Regions from separate parts of the Mus musculus genome. Here region 2 is linked to region 1. Evidence: chromatin contacts called from public HiChIP or PLAC-seq data. All regions are on one chromosome and are shown on one strand. Each heading gives the region's core, a stretch centred on a gene start, on an enhancer-like site or on the middle of the called end of the contact. The rest is flanking DNA. Distances are from core to core; before and after follow the strand shown.

Region 1 (6,929 bases), core at 1,764-4,263:
ATCTTGGTTGTTTCCAGCTATCACAAACATAGTGGAACACGTGCCCCTGTGGGATGGTGGGGCATCTTTTGGGTATATTACCAAGAGTGGTATAGCTGGGTCTTCAGGTAGGACTATTTCCAATTTTCTGAGGAATCTCCAGATTGATTTCCAGAGTGGTTTTACCAGTTTGCAATCCCACCAGCAATGGAGGAGTGTTCCTCTTTCTCCACATCCTCTCCAACATGTGCTGTCACCTGAGGTTTTGATCTTAGCCATTCTGATTGGTGTAAGGTGGAATCTCAGGGTCATTTTGGTTTGCATTTCTCTGATCACTAAGGACTTTGAACATTTCTTTAAGTGCTTCTCAGCCTTTCAAGATTCCTCTGTTGTGAACTCTGTTTAGTTCTATACCCCATTTTTTGATTGGGTTGTTTGGTATTTTGGTGGTTAGCTTCTTGAGTTCTTTATATATTTTGGCTATTAGCCCTCTATCAGATGTGGAGTTAGTGTTTTTTTTCCCAGTGTGTAGGTTGCCGATTTGTCTTAACAACGATGTCCTTTGCCTTACAGAAGCTTTCCAGTTTCACAAGGTCCCATTTATCAATTCTTGATCTTAGATCATGAGCCATTGGAGTTCTATTTAGGAAATTTCCCCCTGTGCCAATGAATTCCAGGCTCTTTCCCACTTTCTCTTCTATTAGATTCAGTGTATCTGATTTTATGTTGAGGTCCTCGATCCACTTGGACTTGAGTTTTGTGCAGGTGACAAAATATGGATCTATTTTCATTCTCCTACATACAGGCTGCCAGCTAGACCAGCACCATTTATTGAAGATGCTTTTTTTTTTCCATTGTGTATCTTTGGCTTCTTTGTCAAAGATCAAGTGTACGTAAGTATGTGGTTTTATTTCTGTTCCATTGATCAAGACTTCTGTCTCTGTATCAATACCATGCAGTTTTTATTGGAGAGATCAGAAATTAAAGGCCCATACCCAAACATAATAAAAGCAATTTACTGCAAACCAACAGCTAATATCAAATTAAATGGGGAGATACTTGAAGCAATCCTACCAAAGGGGAAAGACAAAAATGCCCACTCTCCCCATATCTATTCAATATAACACTCAAAGTTCTAGCTAGAACAATAAGACAACAAAAAGAGACCACGGGGATACAAATTGGCAAAGAAGAGGTCAAGGTATCACTATGTGCAGATGATATATGATAGTATGCATAAGTGATCCCAAAAATTCTACCAGAGAACTTCTACAGCTGATAAACAACTTCAGCAAAGTGGCTGGTTATAAAATTAACTCAAATAAACCAGTAGCCTTCCTTTATACAAATAATAAGCAGGCTGAGAAAGAAATTAGGGAAATACCTCCCTTCACAATAGCCACAGATAATATAAAATATCTTGGGGTAACTCTAACCAAACAAGTGAAAGACCTGCATGACAAGAACTTCAAGTCTCCCGAGAAAGAAACGGAGGAAGACCTCAGAAGATGGAGAGATCGCCCATGCTTGTGGATTGACAGGATTAACATAGCACAAATGGCCGTCCTACCAAAGGCACTCTACAGAGTCAACACAATCCCCATCAAATTCCCAACACCATTCTTCAAAGACATGGAAAGACCAATTCTCAAATTCATCTAGAAAGGCAAAAAACCCAGAGCCGCGAAAACCGTTCTTAACAATAAAAGAACAGCTGGGGGAATCAGCATCCCTGACCTCAAGCCGTACTGCAGAGCAATAGTGATATTCTTAACTTTTAAGTAGCTTTTACTATGATGTATTGTTATGCTTGTTCTGGTTTATAAGTAATTATTGTTAATCCTTTATTATGTCCACCTTATAAATTGAGCTTGATCATAGGTTTGTATGTGAAGGAAGAACCGGTCCACACAGGATTTGGTATTATTTGTGGTTTGGAGAATTCATTGAGGGCCTGCAGATATGGGAAGGTCTACTCTATCATTAACTCCAAAGGCCATTTAGGGCTAATTAGCAAACCCACTCTGGGCATTGCCATATAGCATCCTATTGCTTGATCAAAAGCACTTGGCAGTGGCCAGGGCCCTTGGAGATCAAACTTGATTCTACTACTCAGGGACCTCGCCCCTCCCTCTGGCCATCCCTCTCTCTCCTCGCCCCTCCCTCTGGCCATCCCTCTCTCTTCTCCTTAAGACTTTTGATAGGGAATAGGGCCATGTTTATTTAAGTTGTTTCAAGTACAGAGCAGTAATACTGAATACTTCACTTTTTTTTTTTTTAATGAGTCAAACATGGCTTGAGTCTAAATTGTATGTCATATCTACGAAAGAGATAGTAAAGAATGTAAGCTGGAGTTTTCTAAAGAAGTAATCAGCAAAAGAATTTAATTTATGGAAAAACATTTTGTCTTTCTGTCTAGGATTATATACTTGACTGTATAGGATTTACCACACACTCTGAAATGAGGCAACCCTGAACAAACCATGAATACAGCGCTTCTCAAGGTTTTATCTCATGGCTCACTTAGAAAATGATGGACTGAGAGGTCAGCCGTTAGAGGTCTACAGCCTCCAGGCTGGAAAAGGCAGTATCGTGGGACATCTAAACCCTGTGTGTGGCTCACTGGTTGGAAAGTTCAAATTGAGATGATTAACTAGAGGAACATTAATCTCTCATAGCACCGAAAGAGTCAATAAAAATCCATTTCTATTTCTGACTAGAGTTAGGTAAGGAGTTCGAGGATTGAATCTTTAAAATGTGAGCACTTACGATGAATTTATTTCAGGGCTGTGGATGTGAAAGTCTGTACCATGAATAGGTCTTAGGTGACAGGCAGTTTGGGGGGTTGTTCCTGGAGGAGGAGGTGTTCTGTTTATTCTGCTGGGTTCAGATAAGGCTCTTAAATCATCGTTTCAGGCCAGTGAACACAATGCAAGGGAAGCTGTTTGTCGTGCCTGGTCACTAGGCAACTGGACAGGCTGGGAGAGGGATTGCTCAGAGCCACCCTGCATGTCTGGCTACAGTGCAGTCCAAGCACACGTTACTGAGGCTATCTGCAACAATGTCACATGGGGCAGAAATGTGCAGCGCTAGAGCTGACCAGGCAGAGTTCCCAGGCTCAACCTTCCTTGTAATAAACTCAGGGAACCGGCTGCTTTCCACAGTCCCATCTTTACTCAGATCACCGCAGTGGGAGGGAGGATCCCGGCCTTTCATTGGCCCTCACTACAGAGAGGCTCAGTCTTTGAGCCCTGGCTCAGACTCTCCTAGGTTGTGGAGAGTCCTTGCACTTGGGTGGGGCTGGGGGCTGGGGTAGGGAAAGTCTGTGTGCCTCTGTGCCAAGGAATCAGTGTTCTCCTTTGCAAAAGTGCTTGACTTCTGGATGCTGTTGGAGGGAGGAGTGGAGATGCGGCCCCTGAAGCTGCTCTAATTCCAGGTGGAACCATAAAAGGAAATGATAATTGACTCTAATTGTCCTCAGCCCAGAGGAGACAAATGAGGGCTTTTCTTGGTAGTACTCCTAAGTGCCAGCTCTTGTTAGGGATGAGACCTGAAACATTCTCTTTCTGTTACCTCAGCAGGACTCAGGCCATAATTAGATGCTGAAATTCACTTTGTAGTAGAAAGTGATAAGTGCTAATGTTGGCTGTGGCACTGGACTGCTTTCCCAGGTCTCCCGGGTCAGGTTGGGTCGGGTTGGTGTGTGCTTCCTAATTGCTGAGCTCTGAGAGATGACAGATGATTAAAGTTTGAGCAAAGCTAGGCTTCCTCCAGCAGCTTGAGTTAGACCCAGGTCCTGGCTTGCAAGCTTCGATCTTTACATCTGCCTTCAGATCTGTCTGGTGGGGCTCAGAACCCCCAAATTTGACCAGGACAGCCCCTTTTATTTATTGAGTGTATCTGGCTCCCGAGCAAGTTTTTGTTTGAAGAAAAGATCCCAAGGCTGAAAATGTTTTGAAAAACCATTGCCAGAAACCACAGGTTGGTGCCATGAATATCTGCACCCATGTTTAGTTTCCAAAATCCTTTCTTTCATATTTTCTTCATTTAATTGATTTTTTTAAAAAAATGTAAGTCTAACAATATAAGGAGTATCTCTAACAGGTCCAGCATGTCTGCCCTTCCTCCCTGTCCTGCTCTGTTCAGCCTTGACAGGTTGATACCTGCTCTGCACATTTCTGTCCTTGTTGATAATCTTTTAAAAATTTCACTGCAAACCAACCACAGAATCCAAACATTTAACGTTGTAGAAGTGAGGCCACTTTACTCTTCTGTTCCCATCAGTCACCGCTAATAATTAACAAAAAAACTCTTATGTTCCTATCACTCACTGCTAATAAGTAACAAAAAATGTACAGTACTTGTTTTCTCTTATTTCCATATAATTTTGCCTTCCAAAAAAACCAACATTATAGTATGTATGATAACTGGTGACCTGTTTTTCACCTGACAATTTGTCTTTTAAAAAAATCCATACCAACACACTGGCTTCCTTCTAATGCCTGTGAAGTTTTCCACTATACACTCGCACCATCATTTACCTAGGTGCTCCCCAATTGTTGGACATGCAGGCTGTTTCCAGAACATTTTGCCACCCTATAAATTATTTAGTAAATATCATGTCACCGGTATACCTTTAAATTTACTTAGGTGTTTATTTTTATTAGGCAGTCTTCCAAAAGCAGGCTCCCGGGATCAGAACCTATATGTATTTATTTATTTTTTAATATTGAGAAAACATTTTCAAAGGGTGTCAACACACAACTCCCACTAGCTGTGTATGGATATACATAATTTCTTAGATTTTCCCCAGCCCTGAATATTACTACTTGTTGGAAATATGAATCCCTTTGTAGTTAGAAGGCATAAAGCTATCATTGTGTGTGCATCTGTGAGTGTGTTTTTTTCTGCATTGGTTTTTATAAATGACTGTTTCCCATTATCTGGAGGAAGACGGCCATTCAGAATGTCTGGGGGGGGGGTGCTAGAGAAAGATGTCCTTTGAAGACTCAGCCCTGCTCTTTGTCCCATCAGTTTGCAGCACAGAGGAAAGGCGCTGGACGGGTAGTGCACATCTGCAATCTCCCGGAGGGCAGCTGCACGGAGAATGACGTCATTAACCTGGGGCTGCCCTTTGGCAAGGTCACTAATTACATCCTCATGAAGTCAACTAATCAGGTAGGCCTTACACAGTCCCTCTGTGGGATTTGTGGTGAGCTGCATGGTGGTGAAAGGAGACTGGAGGCATCTTTTTAAATATAAGGAGGTGAAGCACCGTTGGCTTCTCTGGCAAGCAAGGCACGGGAGGTTTAATGTTGGGACTGTGGTCTTTCCTCCTCGGGTTCTACAATCCCTGCTTGTGCTGGGGGGAATATAGGCCCTTGTGACTTGCATGGAAGGGGAGGTGACATTCTTATATGGGTGCTCCTTAACATAGAAAAGTTAACTGGCCTCCAAAGAGGAGTTGACAGACTCCGAATCATTGCTGTGCTATGGATCTCCTGAGCTAAAGCTACAGTTCTGGTTGCTAAGCTGAATACTTCTGATTGCCTGGGTGGGGAACTGGCTCAGAACTGCCTGAGAAGAGATATTTTAACCTGTCCTTGGTGTCCGTGTGAGGTTACCTAACAGGAGACCATAGGGGATTTGATAGAGGCCTATTGAGTGTGAGATCACCTGAGGAAGGTGTTGGGTGTCTTATCCAATGAATCTCAGCCTTATACATTCATATACATCATATACATATATATCATATACATATACACCCACATATACACATATATGTATTATACATTTAAAAAAAAAAAACAGGATCTCTCACTGAACCTGGAGCAGGCAGTTTGCTCCTGAAATCCTCCAGGTCTCTGTCTCTCCATAGCAGCGGGGTTACCTTTCCCACAGTGCAGGGATCTGAACTCAGGTCCTCATGTTTGTGCAGCCAGCACTCTTATCCACTGACCCACCTCTCCAGCCCCACAGTCTTCATTCCAGTAGCTGATTTTACTTTATAATGCTAAACATCAGGAAGACGAGAAGTCCTCTCCCCAGTGTAGCTGTGAGCTCTAGAACTTTAAGCCTCAGTGGATCACAGGTGTTCTCCATCCCTCATTCTGGAGATAGATAGGTTGTTCCTTGTGCATTTTTCTCAGGGGCTCTATGTTGGGTAAACCAAACATACTGAGAAACTTTAACAGCTTTGGATTTGCACCAAGAGCTACTGGGTAAATAGACAAGTCCATTAAAACAGTCTATTAGAAAGCACGTACGTGGACTGAATAGAAAAGCCCATTTCCCTGTGTTATCCAAACAGTTAAAGAAAGAGGGAAGGTTGTCCTGTCAGTGTGGCCAGGAGCCTCTTTTCTCCAAGCCACAAACAGCCTGGACGTCCTTTGAGCCTAGGGGCTTATAAGCCTCTGCGCTTTCAAATGTACTTCTTTTTAATGAGACAAATGGGAGCCCAAGTTAGGCCCTGGGCTTATGCTTCTGTCTCCTGACGTTACCACCACCAAATGGCAACCCACAGCCACATGTGCAAGAGCCCACGTGAGAATTGTGAGTTAATGGGCCACCCCTCCATCCCAAATAGCCTTCCACGGGATGATGTAACTCAGGATGGACATACATAATTAAGAATACTGTTTGGTAACCATGGAAACCAGGATGGGAGCCATCCTGTAATGAGCTCTCTTGGTGAAGTTAATAAAAAGTTCTCTTTGAACGCATGGGATCAAAGAGAGTTCTTTCTTGAGCTGATTTTTTTTTTCTTTTTATTGAGCTATAAAACAGATCCTCTCAAGTGCACAAAGTATACTTGCGTTCATCGTACAGCTCCATTAATTTTTCTAACACATGTAACCCATATAATTAACAGCCAGGCCAAGATAAAGGATATTTCCAGAATAGCAGGTTTTCTAGTCCGCTCCTCACCCTTACTCTCTAAGGACTCGAAC
Region 2 (6,929 bases), core at 1,294-3,793, 1.3 Mb after region 1:
CAGCCACATCACCTGACCAGAGTCAAGTCCTGTCCTTCAGATTATTCTTTAACTTTCTGTTCATTGTTTTTCAGATCCCACGGATACAATGTTCTTAAAAACAACCAATTAATATCAATTTTTGTTGAGGTATTTTAAACACTCCATGTAATGCTGAATTAGTACCACCACAAGAAAATGCATGCTTTTCAATTAGTTTAATAAACAAGTTTCCTGTTTTTTATGTTTTAGAGTTAATTTCCATTATAAAACTCAGGCTTACTAAATATAAGTTGTGTGGTAGATACTAAAAGGAAAAAAAAAATGTTTAAGCACACTACACAAAACAATGGTTACTATTTTGCCTCCATACAAGAAGTTTTATTTTTTAAATACAATTACTGCTCTGAAATTTTCCACCCATTTTTTTTTCTTCCCAGTTAATACTACCAAAAATTTTAAATCTTAGATTGTAAAAACACCATTTCTAAGAGTCGGAAGCAGTTTCTTTGATGATTAATCTCTACTTGATATCACTGCAAACATTTTAAGTGGGCTGTGATGAAGGCTTCTCGTCAACTTACCCAGTCCTCACTGGTGTGTTTACATCGGCCAAGGCTGTATTCCGATGAACTGGGCAGATAAGAAACGTCTATTGTGCCAACTGTCACTGAAGACTCCTCCATGGCAGAACGTGCAAGTCCCAAACCATGTGCTGTAAGAAATAAGCACTACTCAAGGAAGTATCCAGAGAGTAACCCCGGGCCTCAAACTGCTCATCTCCTCACAGTTCTGCTTAGTAACAAGATATTACATGAACTGACAGATTGCTAGTGTAGTGAGTAGCAGCAAAAAGCTATAGCTTGGTGGTAGAGTGCTCATCTGGCCCGATCTGTTTACATGTCTGCTAAACTGCCCTGACCTCAAAGGTCAACATTCACAGACCAGTATTTTCCGAACATACAAGGATACAGCAGCTGTAGCCTTCAGATTCCTGGGCAAAACTGTCATGAGAAGTCACTTGTAAAAAAAAGGAAGACAACTTCAAAATAAGGCACTTGTAATAATACTGGCTTGCAACGAATAATTATTTCACTTTTGTTAATAACTGAGTATCCCTGGGAGGATAGAGACAAAAACTTTTTTATTATTTATTTATGGATGTGTGTGCATGTATAGGCATATACATATGAGTGCTGGAGGAGGCCAATACTGCACATCAGATCCCTGGAGCTAGGTCGTGAGCTACCTGATGCAAGTGCTGGGACCAAACTCTGATCCTCTGAAAGATCAGCGGGACTGTTAACCACTGCGCCACATCTCCAGCCCCAGCGTAAGCTTACTTGGTAAGACATTTTATATGTATGAATGCAGCTTTTTTTAATTTTTAAAAACCTTATATCATCTTTATTTAATTATTTTAGCTGCTGGCTTCCCCCTGCCCCCCAGCATTAGATTCTTCTCTTAAAATCAAAATCCACCTTCAGTGAGAGAACACTGTTCTCTAAGAGGAACACCTGGACTCTTTACAATCCCCACGTGGATTTGCTCCGATAACTGTTTAGCCTCAAAACAACATCTGCCCTTAGCCGTTCAGCATAAGCAATCAGCTGACACCAGAGATCAGTAAAGCACCCCATCTGGTGGGAAAAGTTCTTTATTATAAAGATTCGACGCCCCCTCCCCCTACCAACTTCCGGTTCTGAATGGCCACACAACGGAGGGGGGCCGGGAGTGGGGGAGCACACTGCAGCCTGAGAAAAGAAATGAGGCGATCGGAGGAGGAAAGGGAGGCTTGTGCCAACAGACGTCCAAGCCTTGCTCCTCCAGCCCCACAGGGTTTACTTGAGGTCAAGCCAGATTTTTTTACAGGAGAGGGGAGGAGAATAAAAGAAAAGAATCCCAGAGGCTCTAAACAGCAGTGCTGAGCAGGGAAGAAAACAAAATCTGACAGTGGGCCACAGGCAGGGGCAAGGGGGCCCCTCTGGAGTTCAAGGCCCCGTCTGCACACCACGCATGTGAATTTGGACAAGTTGGTTAACTACTACGCCTTGCTTCTCCCATCTGGAAAATGGGCAGCATGCCACCCGACAGCTGTGTCCGGCTGCAGGGAGGGCAGGGGTCTCCATAGCACGCCCGGGACACTGTGGGGTACGCGGGGCTGCTGTCAGCGGGCGGTCCCTGGAGCCAGCTGCTCGCGGAGTCCCCCGCTGCCTCGGTTTCCCTCCCGGCCCCCCGGGACGGAGCGTGCTGGGATGTCAGCCCTGCTGGTGCTGTCACTGCAGCCCGGTCCCTGGAGCGATACCGTGCCCACCCATCCGGGAGCCCGGCCCACTCCAGGGGGAACCCGGGTGTCCGCCCCGGACTCTTGCAAAGCCTCGGGCGGGCCCAGGGAGAGCGGCGCCCACCCACGCACCTGACCCCGCGCTCCGGCCCAGCGGCGTCTGCAGCCGCAGCCCGCACCGCGCACAGCGCACCGCGCTCCTCTCCACCCGCCCGGCAGCTCGCGCCTGGGCGCACGCAGCTGCCAGCGCTTCGGCTCTGCGCCTGCTGCAGCGGCGCGCCGCGATGACGCGGGCGGCGCGCGGCAGTGACGTCGGGGCTGCCGGCCGCCAGGCTTAGCGTAAGGCGCTTGGAGGAAGGGGACGGTGGGGACGGAGAGCATGGGGAGTGAGCCTGATGTCTACACTGCCCAAGCTGCATGCTTCGTGCATCGGCCGGTGGGTCTGTCTGTCTGTCTGCCATCTCCCTTGCGTGACCTCAGCTAGCCTAGGCTAGCACCAGGCCCTGTCCTGTGGCGGAATGCATTCGGGCTGCGTGGGTTTAGGTACTTGTGCGTGATCTTGCCTTTTTGTATGTGAGACCAAGCTCAATTTGTGAAGAATGAAGAGGCAAGGACTGCAGAGTGCAACGTTGTGAAATGTCTGAGTGACCGAGCCCGCAACGGCGAAAAAAATGTAGAATAGACAAAGGAAGGCTTGAAAGATAACTAAAAACATGCCCATAGCTCCCTAGAACCCAAATGCCTGGGCCCAGCACATCAGACATAAACAGAGAGGCCGCTCCTCTCCCTCTGTCCCCAGCAGTTGTCCCTGCTGTGGCCCGGAGATGCTGTCCCTCTCCTGTTGTGCTTCTGCCTCTCATCCCAGCACTCTGTAGTCCCAGAACTGCTTCTCCAAGCCTTCCCTTCCACCCCATTCCTCCATTATCACAGCCTCCTGCGACATCTCAAAGATTAACCAGAGCACCATGTCTCAGGTCCTCATCCATCGGTGTCAGACTGCAAACCCATGGCAGCGACAGTGCCTTACATCAGGGTCCTAATTAATATGTTATAATAAGCACCCAGTAAATACTGGGAGCTGAGGCACAACAAGAAAAACTAGATTTCCTTAGCTTGAACTTTCCACTTCTCTTTATAAACCCATCCTACAAAGCAAATATTCTCTTCTGGGAAACAACCCCAGAGAGTAGAAGTGGCCATTCATCAAGGACCCTGCCTTGATTTAGCCTCACATGTACCTTAGCAAAAAAAAAAAACAAACATACTTCACTAAGGCTCTCAAGGAGTGTATATTGGCTACAAAGAGTAATTTCTTATCCCAAAACATTGTGAAATTTTGTGCACAGGATACAGGGGCCCTAACAACAAAACAGGCATGGAAGGAAAGCATGAAGAAAAACTTTAGATTGATAAAGAAGATAAGAGAAATGAATTAGACTGACAAAGAAATTCTAAAATGTAAGCCATATGGAAAGTGTGTCTTACATAAAACTCAGTCATAGTGACTCTTCTTGCACAAGAGTGGCTGTGCATGTGAATGTGGGTTTGCCGTGCTAAGTTCTGGTTACATAATGAAAATTGTTTTGGAAACAGGTGGCACCCTAAGCAATTTATTTTATCAGCAGAGTGATTTATAGTAACCAGTCTAGCCAGTCAAGATGGAGCAACAGGGGAGAATTTGCTGTCTTATTTAATACAAGAAAAACCAAACAGGCAGTATAAAACAGTGACATTCAAGAATCAGACATTCTGTACCTTAGGTCGACAGTCCAAGGGGAGGCACACAATGAGCTGAACCCTGTACTTGCTTTGGCTTATCACCTAGAGAGAGTTATCAGGCTTCAGTACAGAAAGAAGGAATTCAGCCAGGTTTAGGTAGACTGAAATGAGGAGATAGAATTGAGAGACTATGGGTGTCAAAGCAGGAGCAACATCAGAGTACCAGAGAGGAGAAAGCTATGTGGCAAAAGAAGCCATGGAGACCTGCAGACACAGGTTCAGGGAAGAAGAACACATAAACATGAAGTGAAGAAGAACACTCACTGTGGCTAGCACAATATGGGGACTGCTCTTGGATCTACAAGTCATAGCTAAAAGATTCTCGGTGGTCATAAAGGATGCTTAAAATGCCTGATCTTCAAAGACTCTAGAAACCTCATTATTTATGACATAAATGATCTCACCTCAGTAGCAGAGCAAAAATAGCCCTACAATAAAGTCATATTATGGTCATATTTAACAACCCTAAAAACCCAGTGCCACCCCTACCCCTTGGACAATTTCAAAAACAAGCATACAAACAAAAGACCACCAAAGTACCCAAGAATAAAGCATGAGGATGCTTACAGGGAACAAAATTTAAAATATCCTGTTCCTCACAAAGTGAGATTCTCAGTGTTTCAAATTGAGATTGTAGGCAGGCATGCAAAAAGAAAAGAAAAAAGAAAACAGGAAAGAGTGATGCACAGCAGAAATGGAGAAACCCATGAATCAAGAATGCTAGAGCTAGCAGAGTTAACAGCAAGTAGAAGAGAGACATGGAAAAAAGATTCAGCCAGATCTAGACCGGGAGAGGATGTGGCTCAGCTGGTATGTGGCTTGCCAAGGTGGCATGCGTGAAGTCGTGCACCCTGTCTCTACCACCACATAAAAGGAGGTGTGGTGATACAGAACAGACCTTGAATACCAGCACAGAAGAGGCAGAGAGTCAGAAGTTCAAAGCCACCCTCCACCATACGGTGAATTTAATGCCAGCTGGGCCACAAGAGACCCCATCTTAGAAATCCAAATCAAAGTCACAAACCTTATAAAAGCATTGGGATTTTTGTAAACATATAAACACATACATACACACCTGTGATGAATTCACAGCAGGTTAAATGTTACCAAAAAGTAAAATAAATTACTTTAAAACATCGTGTCAGAGCTATGTGGAACACAGCACTGGGGAACCAGAAGTAAATAATGAACAGGGACGGCATCAGGGGACTTGGGTGGGTGCATGTGATTGGTGTCCCTGGAGGGAGGAGAAAGATAAACACTGAAAGAATTCATGTCTGGAAGACCTAGGCTGTAAGATATGTCACTGACTTCCAAAGAAACAACAAAATGCTATATATTGAAATCTGAACCTACACAAAGGAGTTACAGGATCTTAAGGACCCCCAAAGTATTTTTTTATTAAAATTACCTTTAAAAGATAGCAGACTGCTTACAACAAAAATAAAAACAATATACTGTGCAGTTAATAGCATATATAACTAACGTGTGACCAGAGAAGGAAGTGTAACCAACAGAGACAGAAGGTGGAGGAGAAACGACGGAAACTCAAGTCTTACTCAGACCAAGATCCACATTTTCCCACTATTTGCATTGCCTGTTTAATAGTCCGTCTTTAAAAGGCTTCCTTCAGTGATCTAAACGAACCTGAGGACATTTGTTCCAGTTGCTACTGATCCACAAATGTACACTTCCCCACAAAAGAATAGCACTAACTGAATTCAAAATCCAATCATGTAGTCGCCATGGCATTGCTTGATTTCAAATATAACAATTATTCTAGAAAGCTTTATTAGAAGAAATCATTTGAATGATGAAGAGGTCCATGATTTTTTTTTCTCCTCATCTTTTCTCCAGGCTCCTTTTGGGTATTCAATTATTCAGTAAATATTTATAAAGCTGCTACTTTATGCCAGGCACTCTGCTGTAAATATGGCTTTAACAAGACAGTACAGCTCGTTCTCAAGAGTGTATAGTCCGGTATACTTACTCAACTCCTGTTTAATAATTGTTCCCCAAAAGATTCAAATCGGCTTCTAGCTCTTTGGCTTGTGGCTTCTAGGATTCCCCTAGTCTCTCTCCCTGAGAGAGCCGCTGCTTTAATATCTTTTCTTTCCCTCTGATTTTGTTCAGGGTGATCTTTTGCCAGGCTCTGAGAAAGGAATGAAACAAGGTTGTCTAAGCCAATTATGATAATCTCATTCCAGAATATTGCAACTGTTGCTGCAGCCAAGATGATCACGTGACCGAGTAGTCCAGGGCAATGTGACCTAAAAGAAGAGCAGCTGTGAGGATTGCCCCAGCTCTGCTCTCCCAGTTAAAGGGACAACAGCAGGCATTGCTGCTTCCCTGCTTCCCGTTCCAGCTGATGTCCGGATTCCATCAGGTCCCCACCTATGTAAGCCACTACCATGTGACAGGATTCTGTCACTCTCCAGCCAAGGCACATCTGCTTGGACTATAATTGTAGGCACGTTTCTTGCTGCTAGAATGATTCAACCACTTGGAAAAATAAACAAGCCCATAGAAGAGAAGGACTTTGGAAATCAGCTTCGCCAGCCTAGCAGGCTGACGGCTGGCAGTGGAAGGGGTGGGCTCAGTGTCTTTCAGAAGCTACCCTAGGCCATAGGGGCTGAATATCCCTGACTCACTTGGAACACATGCATCACACTGCAAGGCCCGCACTTTCACTGAAACTTGCTTCATCACTAAATGGATAAATAGATTAAGTTCCAAATAAAGCCAAAGGAGGGTTTTCCCGTATTAGGTCTGATGTTGGCTGAAACCCTGTAACTGTCTGCACCACACCATTCCTTTGGATTGACGCATCCATCGAGTATCATTGCTGGTTTAAAGAATCGCATTACCAAATCTAAACAGTTCTGAG

What was found. HiChIP or PLAC-seq counts read pairs in DNA pulled down with a chosen protein or histone mark.
Region 2: an H3K27ac HiChIP or PLAC-seq map of extraembryonic endoderm stem cells shows a contact between it and region 1, with 7 times the contacts expected there. The contact joins the promoter of Gpam here to the enhancer-like site in region 1. A contact is called at or near these places in 3 of 39 promoter capture datasets (cranial neural crest, pre-B cells and second pharyngeal arch cranial neural crest), 8 of 115 datasets of contacts at active chromatin or transcription factors (embryonic forebrain, embryonic stem cells, extraembryonic endoderm stem cells and 4 more) and 1 of 9 other capture datasets (embryonic stem cells).

Annotation. Positions count from the first base shown.
Region 1 is chr19:53,827,633-53,834,561 of GRCm38.p6, forward strand. Rbm20 (RNA binding motif protein 20) reads left to right here. Exons shown (of 14, transcript NM_001170847.1): 6 at 5,014-5,157. Among named protein-coding and RNA genes, the nearest start is that of Gm16299, 5.9 kb to the left of the region's middle. Within about 2 kb of position 3,014, at least 137 of the 459 cell types and tissues checked have an H3K27ac peak or open chromatin away from gene starts, as enhancers often do. A contact at or near this core is called in extraembryonic endoderm stem cells and pancreatic cancer cells, where this site is marked.
Region 2 is chr19:55,096,934-55,103,862 of GRCm38.p6, forward strand. It overlaps Gpam (glycerol-3-phosphate acyltransferase, mitochondrial), which reads right to left and starts at 2,544. Exons shown (of 21, transcript NM_008149.4): 1 at 2,396-2,544; 2 at 564-694. The coding sequence starts at 665. It overlaps Gm31356 (a long non-coding RNA gene), which reads left to right and starts at 2,610. Exons shown (of 3, transcript XR_001782666.2): 1 at 2,610-2,699; 2 at 6,250-6,929.